2 separate regions of the Mus musculus genome follow, and region 1 is linked to region 2. A link is a contact called in public Hi-C data. All regions are on one chromosome and are shown on one strand. The core of a region is the stretch at or near the end of the contact, and the rest is flanking DNA. Distances in the headings are between cores, read along the strand shown.

Region 1 (7,533 bases), core at 1,278-3,777, 820 kb after region 2:
CAAGGAGGCTATTTTGTACTTTAAGGAAGGTGGACTTTAAGGCATTTTAAATCATATTTATTAGGTAAGGAGCTAAAGAGGACCCCCATTTTCTGGCCTCTGCAGGTAGATAGACAGACAGACACACACACACTGGGAATGGTGCTACAAACCTGTGATCCCAGCAAGCACCTGGCAGGCAGAGACTGCGGATCCCAAGTTCAAAGCCAGCTGGGGGCTACACAGACATCTTAAAGCCACTGCGGTCTTATTTCAGAAACAGAAGGAAACACTCGGGAGACGGCGCTTCAATGCCACTCTGATATTTAGTGCTGACAATTAATGCCAAAACTCTATCACTTGAGTTTTGTCTTAAACTTATGTTTGTATGAGGGAATGGATGAAAGCAGAGCAATGAGTCCTGCCCGGATGCTGGAACGCATGAGGAGGCTCAGTGGGTGTACTTTACATTTCCCATCACTAAAAACAAAATCAGGACCATAATGGTATTGTTAAAAAGCCATCAGTAGACCTGGGAATGAAAGGTTCAAACGGACTCAGCTATTGGAAGCTCAGGCATGAGCTATTCACACTGTCTAAAGCAACACAGGCTGCGACAGTGGAATAAAAATATCTCCTAAGTGTCATTGACAGCACATGGAGGCCAACAGGTGCACTGCGACCTCACTTTGATTACTCACAACAGGACAGGTGGCTGAAATCTTTATCTGACCTAAATGGCAACCCAAATGGATGCTTTCTAAATTGAAGGACTGCAGAAAAGGATATAAAAAGCAGCTCAAGTACTTGTTCTTATAAAAATGTATTTATTTTAAAATCAGTCTATAAAAGTAGAAATCACATACAAAAATACAGATTACTGCGACATGTATTACCGCGACATGTTGGCAAAAATAGCTCACAGCTGGACTTGCGTAAGGAAGAACAGGTACTGTATGTCTGAGGGCATCTGGAGGCCAGAGCCCGCCATCAGCCCATCACTAATGTGTAAACAATAGTTTCAAGTAGTAGTTAGCACTCTTTTAACTACTAGGGGATTGAAGCATGACCATTCTTGTGTGACACTTAAAATGTTCTTTAGGTCTGAGCAGATGAAGGCACTTCATGTTGTTAACTAAAAGTTTTTGATGAAGTTAATAGAAATGGATTGTAGCACGGAAATACTCTACAGAGGTAACTGCCTTAATTCTTTTTTTTCTTTTCATTTTTTAAGAAACACAATTTGATCCCTTTGCTTCTGTGTATCAAGTGCTAAAAAAACCATATGTTATCAAAAGGTTTAATGCCCCGTGATTCTTAAACACTTAGGTGAAGTGCAAGCCGCGGCACCTGCTCTGAAGCTGCACATGCGCACGCTTCCCGGGTCGGAAGCTGCACATGCGCACGCTTCCCGTGTAGATTGCCGATGGACAGAAATCAGTTCAACCTAACAATTTTAGGTCCAGTAACCTAACGGGCAGTTTCAAGCGATTACTGTTTAAGACCACTTAAAAGAATTTCAAGTTCTTGATTTCAGAGTAATGTAAAAAATAACCGCAGTACTAAAGGAACGATCAGCACACCCGATCAGCTCGGAATTCTATCCGACTTTTCAGAAGGCTGACTAGAATAATATCACATTCCTAAAACAAAGCAAGTAAGTTTAAAAAGCTAAACAACCCACATATATTGTAACATACATTGATTATAAAGTTTAAAAAGCACACAAGTAGATTTTCTCACCTAATTTAAGATTCTGGAAACATGGTAGAATTCCTAAAAACATTAAAGGATACTTCTTCATATTAACCTGCTTTTAGAGAACAGCCTTTGAGGTTTTCAATCCTGCACCAATCCTGTCCTGCTTCCGGCTGTGTCTCTGTGTTTTTGTTTTCTCATTTAGAGTTTTAGGTACATCATGCACTCCTGTGCTGCTGTGAAACTAACCTCATGCCTGCACAGAGTTGAAATGTGTTAATCCCAGAAAAGACCACCTCAAATGCTACCAGCCTCTGCTGCTTTCCGCCCAGCTCACCGTACATATAGCTTATTCTTCAAAGTCAAGTTTTATAAAATACTGAATAATTAAATAGATAGAAAGTTATGACAAACACCATGAAGATTGTTAGCCACGGGTAATTTTTAAAACTTGGGTCTAAATAGACTTAATTAGAAGGGCACTTGGAAGAGTTGGCTCAAATGTCGCTTTTAAAAAAGCATGCTGAAATCATAGGCTCTCCTAAAATCTCCAAAGACCTGCCGCTTAGGCCCTTAGGGCACAGCACTGACAGAATCGGCTCTATAGTTTTGAAAAAGTAACACTTCGTGGCTGTCCCCCTCGCAAATGGTTCCCTAACATACATATAAAGTGAAGGCTAAGGCAAAGCCAATAGGAAGAGTAACCAAGGTCTCCAGCATGCGGACTTGCTGCCTGCTTTCCTCGTTCCAGAGGAAACACCGCCCTGCGGTAAGCACTTCATAGACAACTGGGCTTTTGCAGAGTCAGTCGGCACTTGATACCCCAAATCTCCAGGTTCTTCTTGCTGTCCATAGTTGGCCTTGCAATGGTGGTGAAATAGGCGCAGTTAATCTGCAGCCGAGGAAGAGCTTCCCTCAGTAGCTGAAGGGTTCCCTCTGGCACGATTCCAAAAACTTGTAGCGTTTTTAGTGTAGGAATTTCTCCAAGTTCACTGCAAAGGAAGAGCAAATTCCAGGAGGTATGGCAGTTGTCAGACTAGTTATTACAGCCCATTGTCTATCACTTATATTGGTCTACAAAATGCAGCCTACTGACATCATCTGTAAGAAGTGATTTATGGAAATAATCCAGGGGGAAAAAAAGCGGGGATATAAAGCAGCCTGACCCGCCGTGAGGGTCCAGACCTGACCCGACCTTTGGGTCCAGAACCAAGCCTGTGCGTTTCATTCAGGGCGGCTCCCGTGGAACTATGTAGTTTTAATTTTTTATTTCATTTTTATTTATTTAATTTTTTAAATTGAGCTGGAATTTGCCACCTTTCTTAGTCCACATAGCTCTCTGGAAGGTCTGCTGTGATACGGGAGCTAGCAAGCCAGACATGGTCAACATTTCACTGTGATGTAACACATGGAAGTTAGGTATCTGGCCATGATCTTTCTTTGAACTATGCACTCTCAACAGAGGCCACCCACAGACCTGATGGCGGCTTAACAATGGTTCACCGAGGCCTTGCTTCACCGAAACCCACCAGTGACTTCCTTAAGGTGTTCTCTACATGGGATTACACAGGCTACATATAAAAATCTGGGATACCAACTTACAGCAGACAATGACCTTTTCTTTCCATATTTTTCCCCTATTACTGGTAGACAGGCCTTTTTTGTATACATTTCATGTTACCCGATATACAGTTTTGTTATCGGTGAGATCTGAGGGTCACACAAACGTGACCCTGATTATCTAAAGAAAACACTTTCTGGGTTTTGGTGCCGATTCTTTTTAAACAGGTCTGTATGCCCAGCTTCATCTCCCTGGTCTGTGTTTGTTCTAGGTTGGGACATAGTGCAAAGTCGAAGGACAGGGAATGTTTATTTTGGAAATTCAGCAACCCCCATCCCCACCCCCCCAGGGGATCAGTGAGCACAGCAGTGACCTTTATGTTGTCACAGTCAATATGTAGTCAAATAAAGCCGGTTTGTATTGTCACTTGGCTGCCAATGGCTCAGCCTTCCAGCATATTCTATACAGTGTCCATGCTACTCACCTGTCTGCACTGATGCCCCCTGAATGGCTGAAAGCAGATGGTTTGTTAGATCTGAGGCCCATCTGTGCCGAGGCTCCATGGTCATCCCATTACCCCTCTAGTGTATGAATGGTAGAGGTAAGCACCACACTGTCTACTGCATGTGGTGGGGTACAAGATGCAGAGTAAGTTGGTAAATAGAAGCAGGACGTAGAAATGAAATGTGTTGGCTTATAAGGGGCATCGAGTTCAGGAGGTCACAAGAGATCAAAACAGAAGAGGAACACATTCCATCTTTGAACTTCTGGAATGTAGAAACAAACAAAGAACTGCCATGCACTGTAGACGAGGTTACACCCATCACCACTAAAGAGGAGAGCAGTCCCTAGTACAACTCCTATGTGACATCTGAGAATGGGGACACTTGGGAGAATTCAGGTTCTGGGATATCCAGGCAGCCAAGCTCTTTGTCATCTATGGTGGATAATATTTAAAAGAAGAAGCTCGGTGGGAGTAAGGAAAAGCGAGTGTTGGCAGATGGCAGAGGGAGCTTCGTGCAGCAGCTCTGGGAGGCGCCTCCTGGCCATCCATGCAGGAGGCAGGATGAGACCCCACCACAAAAACCCATCACTGCCTCTTGTGTGCATTGGCTACAATGCCGGAAAACCAGTCAGGGGCGTCTGACTTTTCAGCATGAGAGGAACAGGATACGTTTACAGGATGCTCTTTAATCTGTGTAAAATAGTTAAGATAGCATCTTTTAGGGCTCTTAGTTCAAGTTTAATGAAAAGGCAGTCATCATACAAGAGGCTGAGGCTGGATCATAGGCCAGCTTAGGGAATGAATGGTGAGACTTGATCTCAAAAACAATAAAAAGACACTAAGTCAGGCCTTGCCCCTTCCCATCTCTGAGATAGGACATGAGCTATTTTTCAGTGTGTTTCCGGCTGCTGTGTGGACAGTGTCCTTGAGACACACTGGTATTTCTATTAAGAACTTCTGATGTGTTCCTCACCTCAAAGACACTAGAAGATCCTAGGAGTTGTGGATGCTAGAATTCTGCATTTGGGGATTTGTATCAGAGTTCCATGCATGTGAATTTGAGCTGCAACATTTGCATCCTTTTTAGGTAGTGTTTTTCTAAACAGGACACTAGCTAGCCAACACACATGAGACTAGTTAAAATGATTGGTTTAGTCACATAATTACCAGACTTCCCAATTTTACCGAATTCTTTATAGATCATTTATTACTGAAACTGATCTAATCCATTCATTTGAGAAATAATTTGTTTTTAAATTCACCATTTCTAGGTAGGAAGAATTAAAAACTGGCATTCTGATAGTAGGATAAATAGTACCATACTCTCCTCTAAGCCAGATGACTCTTCTGCAGTATACCCGGGAGAGTGCAAGGTTCTAAGCCCTAGTGGTTTGCAGTGAAACTGCTGTACACTTTTATTTGGTGTAAGGAAGACTTTGGAATGAAGTAAGCAATGCCTGCATGAGATTCTTAACTTTCATGGACCTACATAAGATGCCCTCTTTTCAGATAACATCAGGCTCTCATAGACCAGTTCTTCTCACCTCTTCTTACGATCCGAGATGCCCATCATTAGATTACAGGAATTCCCTGTGAGCTTTAAAAATGAATGGGAGATGTTTCCCACTCACATTGGGCATGCCTTCCGTGCTCTCTGTGGGTGCCCCAGAGGAAAAAGCCTCCTTCACAGACACTAGGATAGCATTCTAAGACAGTAGCTGTTAGTTAGTTAATAAGCTTAGTCGATTCAGGATTACTGGACATTCTGTGAACTATTTCGATATTCTTTCCTGGGCATTTTGTGGCACATCAATATCAATGTTCATGCTTTGAACATGTATTCATCCATCTAAAGATGGATTTTACTACCGAGTTTTGGCCTGTGCTTTTTCACCAGCGTAAATGTAAATCATACTTACAGTAGAGTATCAGGTATTATATCATAGCACCGGCTGAGCGAGAGGTGTTGGAGGTAGTTGAGTTGAAAAAATTCTGGAAAGCAGTCATTCTTTAGCATGATACTGTCACTGCAACCGAAAGGAAGAGTCAAACCATGATGGTCGAGAGTACTGCTGCTTAATCCCTGCTTTAGGTCCTCCCCCAGTTCACAAACAGCCAATGTACTCCAAAGTTTGATCTAAAACAGTACCTTAAGTCGAGGCGGATGAGGTTGGGGCATCGTTTAATTATGGTACAAAGATCTAGAAAAAGGCAAACAGATGTCATGGTCATGGTCACTGTTAAACAAGGCAGGAGGAGGACGTATGGGGCATCTGAGGCAGGCAGATAGAGAAGTTTGACATTACACAGGACTGTCCCAACATAGAAGTTTCCTGCCGAGGGCATCCAGGAGAGCACCTGGGAATCTGCCGTAAATGTTAAAGGAACTGTGGGAACCCCTGGATTACAACTCTTTATGTAGCAAAGTAACTGGCTGGAAAGACCAGGAAATCCCAATTCATAACAGAAAACAGAAAGACAAACCCCAATAGAACCAAATGCCAGTCCATAAAGGCAAACAGCAGCTTACCAGGAGGTCTCTTCAGCTCAGTGAGGGGAATCATGGACACTTATTAAAAAATTGTCCTGCCATAACTGTAAGAATGAGTTTCCAACTCAGATTACAACCCAGTAAATTCCATATATGTTTGGGTTATAAATGCAACTTTCAATGAATTACTTGCGGACTCTCGGGTTAGGTAGAGAGTGTCCACACAAAGAAAAGCCACCTGTAATCCCAGGGCAGAGAGGCAGAGGCTGAAGAACTGCTGCATACGGTGGACCAGTCTAGACTACATAGCCAGTTCTAGGCCAACCAGAGCTAGATAGTCACACTCTGCCTCAAAAATAAAACAAAGCTCTGCCATGCTAATCATATAGAAGTGTCGGAAAAATGGTGTGTTTGACATAAGCTAAATAGATTAATAGTCTTAAGGATAAACAATACGGGCCGGGTGGTGGTGGCACGTGCCTTTAATCCCAGCACTTGGGAGGCAGAGGCAGGCGGATCTCTGAGTTCGAGGCCAGCCTGGTCTACAAAGTGAGTTCCAGGACAGCCAGGGCTAAACAGAGAAAACCTGTCTCGAAAAAAACAAACAAAAAAAAAACATAAAAAGGATAAACAATACATCAAGAGCATAAACATCTGCAGAAGGGTGGAGCAAGAGATACTAGTGAAATAGCTGCCTAGATGCTCTCAGCAGAAGCACTAGCCATCAGGCCTCACAAGTGCGGTGTGGAAGGAGAAACAGACTCCAGCAAGGCCTCTGATCATCATGCATTGGCCATGATACATTCCCTGAGAGCCTCCGCTTTCCAAAACAAGTAAGTGGAAAACAAATGCCAGGAAAGGTTTTGCATGAAAAACAAAACAAAATACACACAAAGTGCACTGTAATCTTCACCAAAACACACAACCTCCTACAAGTAGAGAAAAGGAAAGGGTTGAAGGGACCATGCCAGGCTGTGACCTGCCTGCCACTAGAGCGAGCACTGGGATTATACACTGTGCAGAAATTGTAGGAGGGTGACAGTGACATAAACTGAGGTACTTTTTAAATGGAAAACAAATTTTTAAAATGTAACTGATTTAAAATAGATACCTCCACGTAATGTTTGAGTGATTACTCTCATAGATGTATCTGTGGTCACATTTCCTCTATATTAGTTTTGTATTTTCAAATCTTTCTCAACATACTGATTTGGCTATGTGGCACTCACCCAGATTTATGTCTAAAACAGTCCGTTCCTGCCCTGGCTCTGTCCCTGTCCTAAACTGCACAGCACCTGA
Region 2 (7,352 bases), core at 1,242-3,741:
TCTAGTTTTAAAATAACATGGCGTCACTTTAAGAGAAATGCTGTTTTTCCAAAATAGCAGAATTGTTATCTTTCCCCATGGTTTAAAAAATAAGTATTACCATCATGACATCACTAGAAAGAAATGGAAGCATACAAGGAATAAACTATAGTTTCTTTTTATATCAAAATGTACTCTTGAAAATGTGTTTGGCACAGTGCTAAATCATATATAGTTAATACTAAATATTGCAGGATACAATAAAACCCTGGAGTTGTTTACACCCTCTTATGGGAATGAAAATAATAGATACCAATTATTCAGAAGTCAGCCTGTACAAACTGTATAAACAATATTTTATGTTTTGCTTTGAAAACCAATGATATAATAAATTTTACATAAAAGACTGCAAAATAATATAAATGGATTTAAACAGATCTTTACAATAAGAAATTCAAATGGAAACAGACAAGTAACAAAGAGAAGTAAAAAAATTTATTGCAGTATTCGCTCCACCAGAGTGCCTGGGGACCCCTTTTCTTGTACTGTTTTCAGGGTGACCTAATACAACAAAATCTACATTTACAAAAACTCCTTCTGCAGATAGGTCATAGATACTGCATGCTTTTTTTTTTCTCAACAGAATAAATTATATATCCAGGAGAGTCTGCCATTTTACAGCCTGGAGAAACAACGCTTCCCTGGAAACTGGGCTAAGCTAAAGAAAGCCATCCGCTGCTAGGTTCAACTCCAAGAACACTTTATTAAGAACATTAACAGACTAATTTCCAACATTCACTTGTTTATTTTTTAAACAGAAAGTTTTTTTTTCCAAGATATAAACAATTTTGTTAAACTATAATACAGTGGGAGTAAAAACGAACCGAGAGACGTTTCTGCTGCACAACAGCGAAGGGAGCTCCCACAAAAATGTCTGCCCAACATTCCTTCCTTTGTTCCTGCATCCCAGGTTCCACTCTTCAAAAAACTGATTTTTTTTTGCCAGAATGTTGATAATTCAAGTTTTTTTTTTTGCCTTTTTAAAAAAATTCCTGTAAATTTGGCTGCATGTACAAATTCATTAGCTGGAAGTCCCATCCTTGGCGGCATACAGGGATCGTAAAGTCTGAACAACTTTATTAGTCAGCTTATTAGCACTCGTTAGAGCAATTTTTTTGTAAATAATGTCTGACTCTTTAATAGTGTCTACCCAAGGCACCAGTTTGCGGCCATCGCGGCGCTTGGCCTCCGTCCAGGAGCCGCTGTAGGAGCCTGCCATCCACTGGACACTGACGCCACTGCTGGTTCTCTGTACTACTCTTGCAATCTGTGGTCGGTCTTTGTACTTTGGACAGCAAATAGCGATGACATCCATGACGTCAACACTTTCATTCATCTGTGCTGCCAACTCCGTAGAGTCTGAATTTCGTTTTGACCTTCTCAATGACTAAAACATTGGGAGGGGAAAAAAGACCAAGTGTTACACAAAAGAATTTTAGTGAAATTATCGTTTTTATTGCTTGTAATCCCTTGACGCCGGGAGCTGGGATTCCCCGGCACATTCCATTGCCGGCAATGAGACGCACCGTGACCGCCAGCGCCAAGGGGTTAACGTATACTTGTAAAACCATATAGCTTTTAATTTGTACCCGTGTCTTTACTCTTGATATATAAAATTATTATATGTACATATAAACCATAAAGCTACATAAAACTTAGCAACAATAAAAAGGATAGCACACATTAATACAATCCAAAAAATTATTAATCCTTTATGCTGAATAAATCTCATTTCTGGTTTTTTATTATCTTTTATGTTAAACTTTCTACAAAAGGCTGTATAAATGGTTAAGTAGAGAATCTATCTACAAACTGCTTTGTTTTATAAGCATTACATTACTTGGAGTACATTTAATAGACTGACACACATAAGCACATAAAAATCATTTTACGTAATACGCTGGGAAATACGTTGACTCCTCCTCCGCCTCACCCCTGAAGTGCCTCCTCCTCTATCCTCCCCATCACTCTCCTCATCTTCTGTGTCTGCTGCTGTGTTATTTTTAGGGCTGCCTCCTCCAAGCAGCGAGGTAATTGCTTTGTTCCGAGCATTGGTGCTAGCTGACACCTCTCCTTCCTCTTCTTCTTCATCAGGGTCTAGATGTTCCATGAGAAGTTTAAACTAAAACAAGATTGAGAGTTTTCTGTAAATATTTAAACAACACTGCCAGATTTAGATGTTTTCTATGGTGGTGGTTTAGAGTGGGTGAAAGAGACCATGGCTAACTGTGCAAATCAGGGACTGACAAGTCTTTTCTGTACAGAGGCAGAATGACAGGCACTGCGTTTGGGGCTGGTGGGCATATGGTTCCTGCTGCAATTACAGCTCCCCACTGCTGTAGGAAAGCATATAGACTGATCATGGCCATGTCATTACAACTTTACAACAGAGGCTCGATTTGGATCAAGACCCATAGTTTGCTTGGAGGTGTGTCCAAGTCAACAAACATTCAGGAAATAAATATTGACTATTAATTGACAGGCCTTGGACTCAGTACTGGAGTTAAAGGCATGTACTACCACACCCACCCATCCACCATCCAAGCATATATGCAAGAAAAGCTAGGTGCACACATTTCACCCAAGCACCCAGTGTGCAGTGGAATCTCTGTGAGTTCAAGGACAGCCAGGGCTAGACAGAGGGATACTACTGAGAGAGGCGGTGGGATTGGGGGCGGGTGAATACAAGGAAAACCAATTAGTTGCCAGAAAGGAGAGGAAAATGGCCAGGAGGGTAAGGGACCCATGGCTTTAACTTTTAAGGACATAAGCCATTCACTCTGTTAAGCAATCCTCCGTCTTTGGCTGTGCACCGTGGTGGGAACAGTGGGAAAGTTAGCCCAACAGCCAGCCCGGGATGCTCCTGAGTTCGGTACTCACGTCTAAGTACTGCCTTACGATGCTCCTCTTCACATCCTCCGTCAGTTTGGAATTAGCCATGTCACTTCGCAGGAAGTCCAGTGTTTGTTTGGGATGAAAATGAACCCCTGTTTTCCGATTAATGGCTTTATCATACACTTTTGCAGATTCAGATGGAGAATATTTTTGAATTTTACTGTTTTGGAAATATAAAATCAGAATTTCAAAAAAGTTCATGCACATACTTAAACCGATTCTAACTCTTTCTTTCTTAATAATGACTCAAGTTTTAAATCCTACAGATCTCACCCAGTGAGAAGAAAGAAGTCAACATCAACTGAGTGCCCCTTTGCTCTCAGCGATGTCTGTACTGATGGGGACGAGAACAAGGCACCTGGCTCTGAGGAGGGACAGACTGAGAGTCCAGGTTACAGTAAATGCTGTCGTCTTGAAATCAGTGTCTTCCGTCTTTTTATAGACTACAACGATCTTTCTTACAACTGAGTCCAATTAACTGGTGTGCCGGCTAACTTTTGGTTCTTTTCTGTGGGAAGAACTCTGAACATTTATTGGGGCGTGTCTGCAGGTGTGTGTGTCACCTCTGCACGTGCATGGAGGCCAGATGACAGTTCACAGGAATTAGCTCTCTCCTCTCACTGTGGAGGCCTGGAGATTGACCATGGCTTGGTTGCAAGCACCTTTATGCACCTCGTCACCTTACTGGTCTTACTTCCTTGGTTTCACGTTCATTTATTTACTACAATTTTGTTTATGTATGTGCACATGTGGCTGTCAGTTCTCCCTTCCATCATGTTGGGTCTGGGGATGAGTCTCACAGTGTCAGGTTCAGAGGTAAGATCCACTTTATCTACTGAGCTAACTTATCAACCCCTCATTTTGACTCTTTGGATTTTTCATTGTCTATATAATGGCCAGAAAAACTGCTTGTAAACCTGTTTCAGATTTTTAGTGACTCTTAAAATTTTTTCCAACTCCTTACCGATACAATAATACTTTACACTGTTTTAAATTACTCTAAATCAGTTACCAACATTTCACATCCAAATATTTCTCTTAAAACCCTGCACTTGTAAGGCTTGCAGCAGAGCGTAAGAACCCAGCACAGTGCACGCATAGCAAACACAAGGCTCTGGCCCCATCTTCAGCGCTACATTAAAACGGTGGCTGGAGTTTTAGCACTTGTTGAAAACAGTGGGAGGAGCTCTCACTACCACATAAGCTCTCAGTGATAAAAGCTGTTAACTATGCTTCTCTCTCTTCCCCTTTCTGGTGTTAGGGACAGAACCCAGGGTAACCACATGCTACATCAGGATGCTATGCTCAACAGTTATAGCATTAAATGGCCCTTTACATGAAATAAACTGTACTGACTGGTTTTGTGTCAGCTTGGTAAGCTAGAGTCACTGGAAAGAAGAAGGAGCCTAACTGAGAAAACGCCGACATGAGTCTGGCTTGTAGGCAAGGCTGTTAGGCATCTTCTGAGTGACTGACGTGGGAGACCCAGCACTGCAAGCGGAACCACCCCTGCGCTGGGGGTCCTGGGTTCTCTAAGAAAGCAGCCCGAGCAAGTCACGATCAGCAAGCCAGTAAGCAGCACCCTTCTGACTTCTTCAATGTGGACGTACAAGCCAAATACACTTTTTCCTTGCCCAAGTTGCTCTGGTCACGGTATTCCATCCAGCAATAGTGACCTTAATTACGACACATACTCTTTACACTTGGCTACTGATATTATTTGACTTGGTGACTTTTTTTTTTTTCTTCTTTTTTTCTTTCCCCGAGACAGGGTTTCTCTGTATAGCCCTGGCTGTCCTGGAACTCACTCTGTAGCCCAGGCTGGCCTCGAACTCAGAAATCCGCCTGCCTCTGCCTCCCAAGTGCTGGGATTAAAGGCGTGCGCCACCACGCCCAGCTTGACTAGGTGATATTTTTACAAAAGATTTAAAAAGTTTGTATGTTATGTGTGTGTGGTGCTTGCACAGGCCAGAGAAAGCTGACAGATCTCCTATGGCTGCTTGGAACTGAAGCGGAATCTTCTGTAGGAGGAATAGGTGCTCTTAACCCCACCTTCTCAGCCCCACTTGGTGATTTAAAAAAAGAAAAAGAAAAGAATCTAAGCTCCCAATGACTGAGATGCTCAGAATGTCTCCAGTGGCTTCTGATAGTTCTCTATCTTTACTTCCTCTATAGTCAGGCTATGTCTATACTCTTACTGCACGGCATTTCTTGTTAAAACTGGGATATATTTTAAAATTAGACTAACTCTCTAATAAAGCATTTTTTATGTAAATCAATAAATTAGTAGTTCATTTAAATCTGGAATGCATGGAGTGAAGAAGTATCCTTTCCTTTCTTCTAATATTGTTCTATGGCGCCTGTGGATCCTCTACCAGGGCATGCTTTTCTCTCACTCTTATGTAAACTTACCTATCAGAAAATCCACAGAGATTCTTCAGGTGCTGCTTTAACATAAGAAGTAATAAAATACCCTGGGAAACATTTGCGAATTCAATCAAAGGGGCTGAATTTTCCGGCAAACACTTCATCACTGAATTTATATCATCTTCAGAGTCTGAGTCTGACTCCGAATCTACCCGCTTTCGAGACTTCCGAGGTCTGGACACTTCTTCTTCACTCTCACTGGACTCGTTCTCTTTAGCAGGGGACGTTTTCCTCTCTTTCCTTTTGTCTTTTACCATAGACTGAAAGAAAAAGGAAATTGTAAAAAACAAAACAATAAAACCAAAATGCCACTAACAGCTGCACAAAGCTTCCTTCAGCAGAGAGTTCATAAGCAAGTGGAGAAGTAAGCCTTAGGGCGGACTTAGTCCTAGGACTAAATCATGCACAGCACCCACCCACCTCCCCACCCAAAAAAGTGTCTACACCACTGAAAGGGAGATGACTTTCTCCTAAGGTCGGCAATGAGGCAGATGGCTTAGTTACAAAATATGTAAATGAGCCACTGTGGAATAAGAACAATGCTTATGATGTTTTGGATTTCCTCAGTTTCTGTTGTTATGTCTCCCTTTTCATTTCTGATTTTGTTGATTGAATACCGTCTCTGTGCCCTCTGGTCAGTCTGGCTAAGGATTTGTCTATCTTGTTGATTTTCTCAAAGAACCATCTCCTGGTTTTGTTGATCTCTATTTTTCTTTCTACTTGGTTGACTTCAGCCCTGAGTTTGATTACTTTCTGCCGTCTACTCCTCTTGGGTTTCTTTGCTTCTTTTTGTTCTAGAGCTTTCAAATGTGCTGCTAAGCTGCTAGTGTAAGGTCTCTCCAGTTTCTTAATGGAGGAACTCTAATGGGGTTCAAGTGGATACACAGGCAAATGACAACACTTAGTGCTTCAAGCGAGAGTGAGAACAGTGGGTTGACCCATCAATAGCACTGTCCACACATATGTAGAAAGGACACCTCAACTACCTAGAAATGGGGTGCCTTTAGATCTGAATAGAATGAAACAGCAACCCACACATGCCTTTAATCCAGCACTTGTAGGCAGGGCAGGTGGATCTCTGATTTTGAGGCCAACTCAGTCTATAAAGAGTTCCTGGACAGCCAGGGCTACACAGAGAAACCTTGTCTTGAAAGAAAAAACAAAACCAAAAGCAAACCAAAGTGCTTAGCACCACCTGTAACTTACCTCCTTGAATGACTGCAATAGGTTACTACCGGAAACAGAGAGCGTAATGTCTATGTGGTGCATTATAAACAGCGGCTCTTCCTGAGTCTGGTATGGAAAACAGGCTAGATTGTCTGCTATGTACAAGAGCATAGTCACTTCTGTTTTCTGCAAATTTTAAAAGAAGGTACACATGCTTAGTGGTAAGATAGAAACCCACCTAAAGAGCTTCTAGAAAATTACTACAGGGCATTACACTTCATTAATATTGGAGAGAGAGAAAGACAAGTACAAAGGAGAAAGACAAAGGAGTGAGAGAGAAGGAAACAAGCAGAGGCAGAGATGAAGTGAGCTTGCAACCGTTACTTTAGAAGATTTATAATGACTTACACCATGCTACCTTAAGAAAGAAGAGGTGAAGCTTAAGTGCATTTAAGTAAAACTCCTTCTTTTTCTTATAGATTATGTGAGACCTTTAAGATAGATACATACTGTATCAGAAAGTACACATACGAAAACATAATTAGCCATTGCCTTGTAAAAGATTAACATATATGGCGCAATCAGTCACACAGTTAATTTTTAGCTTCCAAAAAAATATATGTAACACACTACTAATATGTGGATTTACCCAGCCCTAATCATGGACTGATAAAAATAATTTCCAGGGCTAGGCCTGGTGGTGAACACCTTTAAGGCCAGCACTGGGGTGTAGCAGAAGCGGGAGATCTCTGTGACTTCGAGGCCAGCCTGGTGTATGTAGTGAATTCTGGGGCACCTAGAGCTACATAGTATGGTCCTGTCTC

What was found. Hi-C and Micro-C count contacts between places; a contact is called where the count stands out from the background.
Region 1: a Hi-C map of liver shows a contact between it and region 2, with 2.3 times the contacts expected there. The contact joins two enhancer-like sites. A contact is called at or near these places in 2 of 484 Hi-C or Micro-C datasets (liver and myeloid progenitors).

The regions. Positions count from the first base shown.
Region 1 is chr15:9,111,199-9,118,731 of GRCm38.p6, forward strand. It overlaps Skp2 (S-phase kinase-associated protein 2), which reads right to left. Exons shown (of 10, transcript NM_013787.3): 8 at 5,893-5,944; 9 at 5,663-5,770; 10 at 784-2,669. The coding sequence ends at 2,456. Among named protein-coding and RNA genes, the nearest start is that of Skp2, 25 kb to the right of the region's middle. Within about 2 kb of position 2,528, at least 5 of the 459 cell types and tissues checked have an H3K27ac peak or open chromatin away from gene starts, as enhancers often do. A contact at or near this core is called in liver, where this site is marked.
Region 2 is chr15:8,290,165-8,297,516 of GRCm38.p6, forward strand. It overlaps Nipbl (NIPBL cohesin loading factor), which reads right to left. Exons shown (of 47, transcript NM_027707.3): 43 at 6,568-6,714; 44 at 5,347-5,621; 45 at 2,920-3,094; 46 at 1,973-2,161; 47 at 1-1,426. The coding sequence ends at 1,061. Among named protein-coding and RNA genes, the nearest start is that of Gm52208, 14 kb to the left of the region's middle. Within about 2 kb of position 2,492, at least 7 of the 459 cell types and tissues checked have an H3K27ac peak or open chromatin away from gene starts, as enhancers often do. A contact at or near this core is called in liver, where this site is marked.